2 separate regions of the Capsicum annuum genome follow, and region 2 is linked to region 1. The links are chromatin contacts, called in public Hi-C maps. All regions are on one chromosome and are shown on one strand. Each heading gives the region's core, a stretch centred on a gene start, on an enhancer-like site or on the middle of the called end of the contact. The rest is flanking DNA. Distances are from core to core; before and after follow the strand shown.

Evidence for each region. Hi-C and Micro-C count contacts between places; a contact is called where the count stands out from the background.
Region 2: a contact with region 1 is called in a Hi-C map of bud, with 2.3 times the contacts expected there. The contact joins two enhancer-like sites. A contact is called at or near these places in 2 of 5 Hi-C or Micro-C datasets (bud and placenta).

Annotation. Positions count from the first base shown.
Region 1 is chr6:164,622,851-164,626,658 of UCD10Xv1.1, forward strand. LOC107874123 (ISWI chromatin-remodeling complex ATPase CHR11) reads left to right here. Exons shown (of 25, transcript XM_047414941.1): 22 at 694-872; 23 at 955-1,170; 24 at 1,242-1,343; 25 at 1,657-2,130. The coding sequence ends at 1,674. Among protein-coding and RNA genes, the nearest start is that of LOC107874123, 10 kb to the left of the region's middle. Within about 2 kb of position 1,726, at least 3 of the 5 cell types and tissues checked have an H3K27ac peak or open chromatin away from gene starts, as enhancers often do. A contact at or near this core is called in bud, where this site is marked.
Region 2 is chr6:164,884,695-164,888,502 of UCD10Xv1.1, forward strand. No RefSeq gene overlaps it. Among protein-coding and RNA genes, the nearest start is that of LOC107874939, 21 kb to the right of the region's middle. Within about 2 kb of position 1,742, at least 4 of the 5 cell types and tissues checked have an H3K27ac peak or open chromatin away from gene starts, as enhancers often do. A contact at or near this core is called in bud, where this site is marked.

The sequences.
Region 1 (3,808 bases), core at 476-2,975:
ACTAGAACTAACAAATAGGTAGATGGCTTATTATACACCTTGAACAATAGCTTATGATGTGAATGGAAGAGAAGTATTATGGTCATATTGAAAGGGTGGGAAAACTGGATGAAATTTTTAGGAGGGTTGAAGTGATATTGTTGATCAGCAATGCAATGGGGGAAGAAAAGGTTCTTTCATAACATGTTCTTTTGTTATCTTTGGTTCCCGAAATCCAAAAATTGATTTTGAAACCAAGTAATTTTTGTCTGGTTTTGATTTTTGAAAAACTATCCAATCCAAACACCATTGCAAAGGAGAGCTTGCATTGCATAAAGTGGGTCTTGTGCAATATTTTTTGTTCTATCATTTTATTAAACAATTACTTTTCCTTTTAAGAAAGTGAACACTGTTTGGGACAATTAAGAGTACAGGCCACAGGTTGGTCTTGCGATGGGAGTGTATTAAAAAGTTTTGTTTCTAATATTTATTTTCTTTAGTTTAGATAGAGCAGGCTTTACAAATATACCCTGCTAATTGATGATGTAGAACTAGGATTAGAAAACCGGCTAAAAATTTCTTGATAGTTGGTATACAGGCAGAGCTAGGCTTTTACAAATAATTATAATTATTTATGGGTTAATATTTGTATGCATGTAGAGCATGTAGCATTTGGAGGATTTTTGTTTAGTTTAATGGATTAAAAACTTGCAGATTATGATAGGATTATTAAGAACATTGAAAGAGGAGAGGCTAGAATTTCGCGAAGAGATGAGATTATGAAAGCAATTGGTAAGAAGCTGGATCGATACAAAAATCCATGGTTGGAATTGAAAATCCAGTATGGTCAGAACAAAGGAAAGCTGTATAACGAGGAGTGTGATCGTTTCATGGTGAGTTGACTGAAATTCAAAGGTTGACTTTTAGAATTTAACCCACCATCAGGTAAAATGATTATTGTGGTTATTTTTATAGATATGTATGGTTCACAAGCTTGGCTATGGAAACTGGGATGAGCTGAAGGCTGCATTTCGCACATCACCCTTGTTCCGTTTTGATTGGTTTGTGAAGTCTCGTACCACTCAAGAACTTGCCAGAAGATGCGATGCACTTATTCGGTTGATTGAAAGGGAAAATCAAGAATTTGACGAGAGGGAGAGGCAGGCACGCAAAGAAAAGAAGCTTGCGAAGGTTAAATAGCAGCCTCTTGACTCATTTCTTGGAGGTAAATAGGATTGATGCTAATTTTTCTATTTCGACAGAACATGACCCCATCAAACCGCACTTTGGCAAGACAGGCTGCTGAAAGCCCTTCTGCTCTGAAGAAGCGGAAGCAATTGTCAATGGATGACTATGTCAGCTCAGTACGTATTTCTTTTAATTTATTCTTCCTCTGGTTACAATACTGTTTATGAGTTCCATATTTGTGAGTTCCATATCTGTGTATAACCATCATTTTCAGCTCAGTAAGTATTTCTTTTAATTTATTCTTCTTTCGGTTAAAGTACTGTTTATGGGTTCCGTATTTGTGTATAACCAGTAAGTACTTACACACTCTACTTCATCTGAGGTAGTGGTATGGACTGCTTACACTTTACCCTCCCCAGACCCCACTTTGTGGGAATACATTGGTATGTTGTATATTTGTGTATAACCATCATTCTTTCCTTTCTCCAGGGAAAGAGGAGAAAATGAGATTAGAAATGAGTACAAAGATGAGGAGGTTAGCTGTGGCTGGTTGGGACCTCAAAGTGGAAGGGAAGATTATTTTTTTCGTGATCCCATCATCTGGTGTTTTATTCAGAACGACATTTGATGCTCTATCTCCTTGCCCTGGCAATCATTGACTCAAGGGCATTGAAATTTCCAGGATGCCATCTGACTGGTAGAGAAATGAAAGATACTTGGTTTATAATTTGTTAGTCCGACAAAAAGCAAGTCCACCAGGCTTGCCCCAACTCCTAAGCTGTAACTACATTTCTAATGCAGATATTCATAACAATTTGTTATTTATAATCCCGCTGGAGTTCATATAACCACTACATAGATAGTCAGGGATACACTTTATTATATTTTACTTTTTAGGAAGCAACGTTTGCAGTATGTGTGCTTTTCTGCTATATATACAGTTGCCATTTCTTGAACCATTTATATTTTGTTTCAACTGGCTTGTACCTGACTGGTTTGGTAGCATAGAAGTGGTGATTAATTTACAAGGATTGAAATGCCAATCAGAGGAGATTATCTGCCTGTCTCCGCCAAAAATCTGTTGAAGCTTGCTTGAAAAGGTATGTAAGCAGAGTGTCTAGTCATTCACAGAATCACTGGCGTTGAAGGTGTGTACCAGGCAGAGGCAACTTTTGTTGGCTGTGGTTTCGGGTATGCCTGGGGGATTTCATTGGCTATGTTATTGATGCTGTTGTTGTTGTGGTTTCGGGTATGGAAAAGGAAGTGGAGAATACTTTGTGAGGATTGATGTAGGTAGTCCAGTTTGGAACCACATGGTTGGTGATTATGGCAGTGATAATTGACATTTCAAATTTGCTGTCTCCTTTCCACGCCAAACCCACCAGGCCCTCCACCCTAAGCCTGCATCCTCGGTGTTTCTTGGAGTACATGTAAATGCTATTGGAAGAACAATATTTGTTTGCTTTACCATTAAACACTAGAAAATAAATGAGAAAAAATTTAGTTTTCGGAAGAATATTTCCGTGCTAAAAACACCCTTCGTATATTTCCTTAGCTTATTATTCCTGTAAGCTACCAAACAAAGAACTCCCAAAAAAGGTAAAGACTTAACTTCCTCTCTTTATCTCTTTCTTTTCTATTTGTACTCATTGTACTGCATCTTTCCTTGGCATATGATCATGTTGTTACATTTATTATTTGTCTAGACAGTTACTATTCATAATTTTTTCAAGAGGCATTGTTTCTTATTATTCATGAATCTGATCGGTAAATCTTAGCATCGTACACTCGCTCAAAAACACAGAGAGAGGGAAACATTTTTTTTAAAAAGTTCTTCCTTCGTCTTTCTAGCTGTGTAATGCATGTTTACCAGTACTACAACAAGAAGCCAGTGAAATTTCACGAGAGGGTTTTGGGGAGGGGTGAGTTGAATGTGTGCAGACCTTACCATTACCTTGTGGAGGTAGAGAGGTTGCTTCTAAAAGACCCTCGGTTTAAGTGCAGTAAATTAAAGTAAAGGAAGAAAATGGTGGAGAAAGCATAACAACTAACAAGGGAAGCAAGAAAGAAGCAGAACAACAAAATAATGTGATAATTGAAATATAATAAACAACATGACTAGTATAAAGACAAACACGAACAAGCCTAAACCCTTGAAAAGCATAACAACACTTCACTTTCTAGTAACTTTCTACTTTAATATGCATCTTCCACATTTTCCTATTTGAGTTCATGTTCTATCTAATCACCTCTCCTCAATGCTCTCGCTCGGACATATGCACATATTTTTTTCATATGGCCAACCCATTTTAACCTTGTTTTCCTCATTGTGTTCACCATGGAGGCCACTCCAACCTTATCCTAAATATCCGCACTCCTAATTACTCCTAGTAAACCCACACATCCACCTCAACATCTTTTTTCCGCAACAATGCATGTTTACCAGTAAAAACAACAAATTGTTGCATCGATTTCTTCCTTATTCCCTTTGCTTTCTCAAGTAATTAGGTGCGTGAATATAGAATTAATATGTATGTAATATGCATCTCTTAGTAATTTCCTTTTTCTTGGTGGAGGTATATATCTATTTTTATCTGCTAATTAATGTCCGATCAATCGATTTTCCTCTTATTCGAGCATC
Region 2 (3,808 bases), core at 492-2,991, 260 kb after region 1:
AAATTCACTCTATTAAAAATCACTATGCCTCGGTAAGAAACAACTATTTAGAATAGAGAAGGAAATCAAAAGATGAATCAATTGCTGGACCATGTAGTTAACGTAGAAACTAGTCAAACTTACAGTAAAGTTAGATGGCTATTTGTCATGCTTCTAGAATTCTTGCAAAACTTTCATGTATGAGTATATACTGTTCACTACTGTCACAATGCTAGTTATGATTTACAGTACTATATGAAGACGGGGATGTGTAAACTTCCCGCTTCCAGCAAATATCACCATCCAAGACAGGGAGAGGGATCTCCAAGCCTAGTGATACATAATATTCATGGTTACCCGTTGCGACCGGTCTGCCTTCTTTTCTCCATTCGTTTGCGTTTTCATTCCTTTTCCTCTCTAAAAAGTTTTACCATTAAATTATTTTTCCGATTTGACTCATTTGTGTTCGTTTTACAGAATGAAAGAAAATGTTCGTACTATATAAAAATGGAGCAGTGTAAATATGGCATCACCTGTAAATTTCATCATCCACTGCCAGCTGGTGTGCAAGTGCCATCAGTAGCTGGATCTCTTCCATTTCTCATAAGGAACCTTTTCCTTTGCCAGCGGCTATTCCCCCAATAGCCACTTATCCTTCACTACAATCTTCTTTTGTTCATTCAATTGAACAATATGGAATGGTTGTTGGCAACTGACCAATTGTAAGGCTTACTCTGCTTTCAGGTTCCTATCATCCTGCACATATGGTCTTATTCTTTTCCCTCCTAAAATGGTTCCCATGTCGGATTGAACACCTTCTTCGGTATGTATATTATAAGAGTTTCTTGCCGCTGTTATTATAGAACTTTCTTGCAATGCACTATTTATCTATAAAGTGTTAAATTATAGAAATAATTACCCACGGATACCTTTCGGTCATCTAGTTAATCAAAAGTGATCCAATTATTAATTTATTACCCATATTATCTTATTTTAGCATTTTAACCAGTTTATTTTTGAACCCTCGAGTCTCACCCCCTTTTGTCTCTTTCACTGACTCATTTGTAATCAGTGGAGAAATTTGAAGAACTATTTTGTGCTTTCTTTTTCTTTTCTTTCACCTCTTTTATTATTTGACAATAAATTACATGTCTAGCGTAGTAGCTTTTAAAACAATACAAATAAGTTATCAATTAATTTATTTAGGAAAAATGGTCTATAGGACCCTTGTATTTGTCCAAGTTTATAAAGTGGACACTCTACTTAGCCCTTTGTCATATGAACCCGTCAATCCATTAAAATTCAAGATTTTAAACCCTCATGACCGTTGATCAAGTTTAAGTGGTAACTTAATGGGTGAATTGGAACAAATGAGCAATTTCATACATATAGGGCACGTATACACAAAATCTTGATTAAAATTTCTTTTTAAAAGAAAAAAAAAAAAGAAAAATGTAACTTTCATTCTTCTTTGCTCCATCCACCCTTGTTCCTTTACTCACACCCTCCATTTCCCTCTTTCAAAACACTTCAATTGATATCTTAAAAGGAACATTGTTTAAGGGAGAACCTCGACGGTGGACCCTAACAAGAAACTCATTGTTTTGATTCTTTCCTTAAATTAGAGTACTACACTTTTAATCGATAAATGAATTATTGTTCTAATAGAATCAGTGAGGTGGCTACTTGTGGTGTTTCACTGGTCAAGGATCAATGGCGGATCAGTTAATTTGGATGGAGCTAGTCACCGATTAATCATGATTTCTCGACGGAGGAAAGCATCAATGGTGGAGGTTACTGAGTTAGTTATTTGAAGGTTTAATGGAGATTATTCATGATGTTGTTGGGGGAGAAGAAGGGAGGAGAGGAGGATGAGAGGGTGAGTGGCGACATTAATTCAACGGCTGGCGGTGTTAACGTGAAATGGGGAAGATAAAATAAAATAGGAGGCAGGTGTTTTCTGCTATTGTTAATAGATGGAGTATTGGTTGTTGTTCTAATTGTTATGTGTAAAACAAAAGAAAATAAAAATAGTGTGAGGGAGATGGGGATAGTGGTGTCTGTGGTTGTGGGTTGGGGGAGGTGGAGGTGGAGGGGTCAGTGGTTGTGTGTTTGGAGAGGTGGAGGAAGGTGTTTGTTTTTTATTTAATATTGTTGATCTATGTTGCTCGGACTCATCAAAATTGTCAATGGGTGCATGTTGGATTTGTCAAAATTAGTGTATTTTTAAGAATTTGACATGGGTGTGGCATAAAAAATGAAGAGTTTGTACAACTTAGTTGTTAGACTAATAATTTTTAAAAATAATTAATGAAAATAATTATGACATGACATTAATTTATTGACGTGAATTTGACGTATCATTTATTTTAGGGGTTTAAAATCTTATGTTTTGATAGGTTAAAAGATTTAGATGACTAAAGACTAAGTAGAGGTGTTCACTTTACAAATTCAAATAAATACAAGAGTCCAGTAGACCATTCTGCCATAATATTTATTCAATATAAATATGCAAGTTCCCGTAAAAGAATATCAAATTTGAGGAACTTTAATAGGTTGTACAATAAAAAAGCAATGGAGTTCTTTGTGCTTTGATCTAATCGTTCTATGGCTTCAAAGTCCCTAGAAATAGTGTGAATATATTGTTTAAACACAGTTATACCAAAAGATACATTATATATACATATTTTAAAAAATGAAGAGGGTTCTACAGCACAAAGAAGTTAAAAAATAACATAGAAAAAGATTTGATTTCATATTTTTCATTGTGAATATATGTTGGCTAATCTACATATAAAAAATTATCGGTCTATAGTCCCGGAAAACGGTTAATTTGACTTGTACATATGGGTAATTATACCTAAATTATATGTACAAACTTTGGATAGTCCAGTGGCCTTCCAAACTACTCAATTTGCTGCTAGAGCAGGTCCAGATTATGGGTTTATGCAACTATCTGCTTCAGCACCTCCCTACACAGGACCGTGTATGTCTCTTACTGCTTCTCCTGATGCTTCAAGCAACATCCAGAAGGAATTTGCATTTCCAAATAGACCCGAGCAGCCCAAACGCCACTACTACATGAAATTTGGGGAATGTAAATATGGATCTTCACATAAATACCATTATCCATCTCAGTGCTACGGGTCTTCCTCTTTGTCCTGTAAGCAACTTGGCATTCAATCCTTAAATTGAGATTCTTCATTGCAAGTTAATGCTTTGTTGTTTTGGTCTTGCTTGTAAGTTAACTAGATAATAACAGGTTGTCTGCCAAAATTTTGTTAGAGTTTCTAAGTGCAATTAGCAATTTCCTGTTCTATTGGAAAAATATTAACAATGAAACGATAACTAAGGTGCACCTCCTCTCTAATCTCAATTAGGCAGTTGGAGATTCATTTTCTTTCTTCGTGTTATTGAAATACCTATTACGTGCAAGTTTGGGTAGTTGATGCAGTTTGGGTAGTTGATGCAGGAGTTCTTTTTGTCAGTCTCTCCTAGCATTTTATTGTGTTTACCTGTGGTATTTGGCCTTATGCTAAGCCTTGGACCAAACAATATTAAAATTTATATTTGCTTATTTTAACATTTTAACCAGTTTATTTTTAACCCCTTGGCTCTCACCACGCTTCTCTCTTTCACCAACTCATTTGTAATCAGCAATCGATATTTCAATAACAAGGAAAGAAAGGAAGTAAAGGAATTTACAACTGCCTAATTGAGATATAGAGGAGGAGCACAACTTAGTTATTGCTTCATTGTTAATATTTTTCCAATAAAACAGGAAATTGCAAATTTGCACTTAGAAATACTAACGAAATGTTGGCAGACA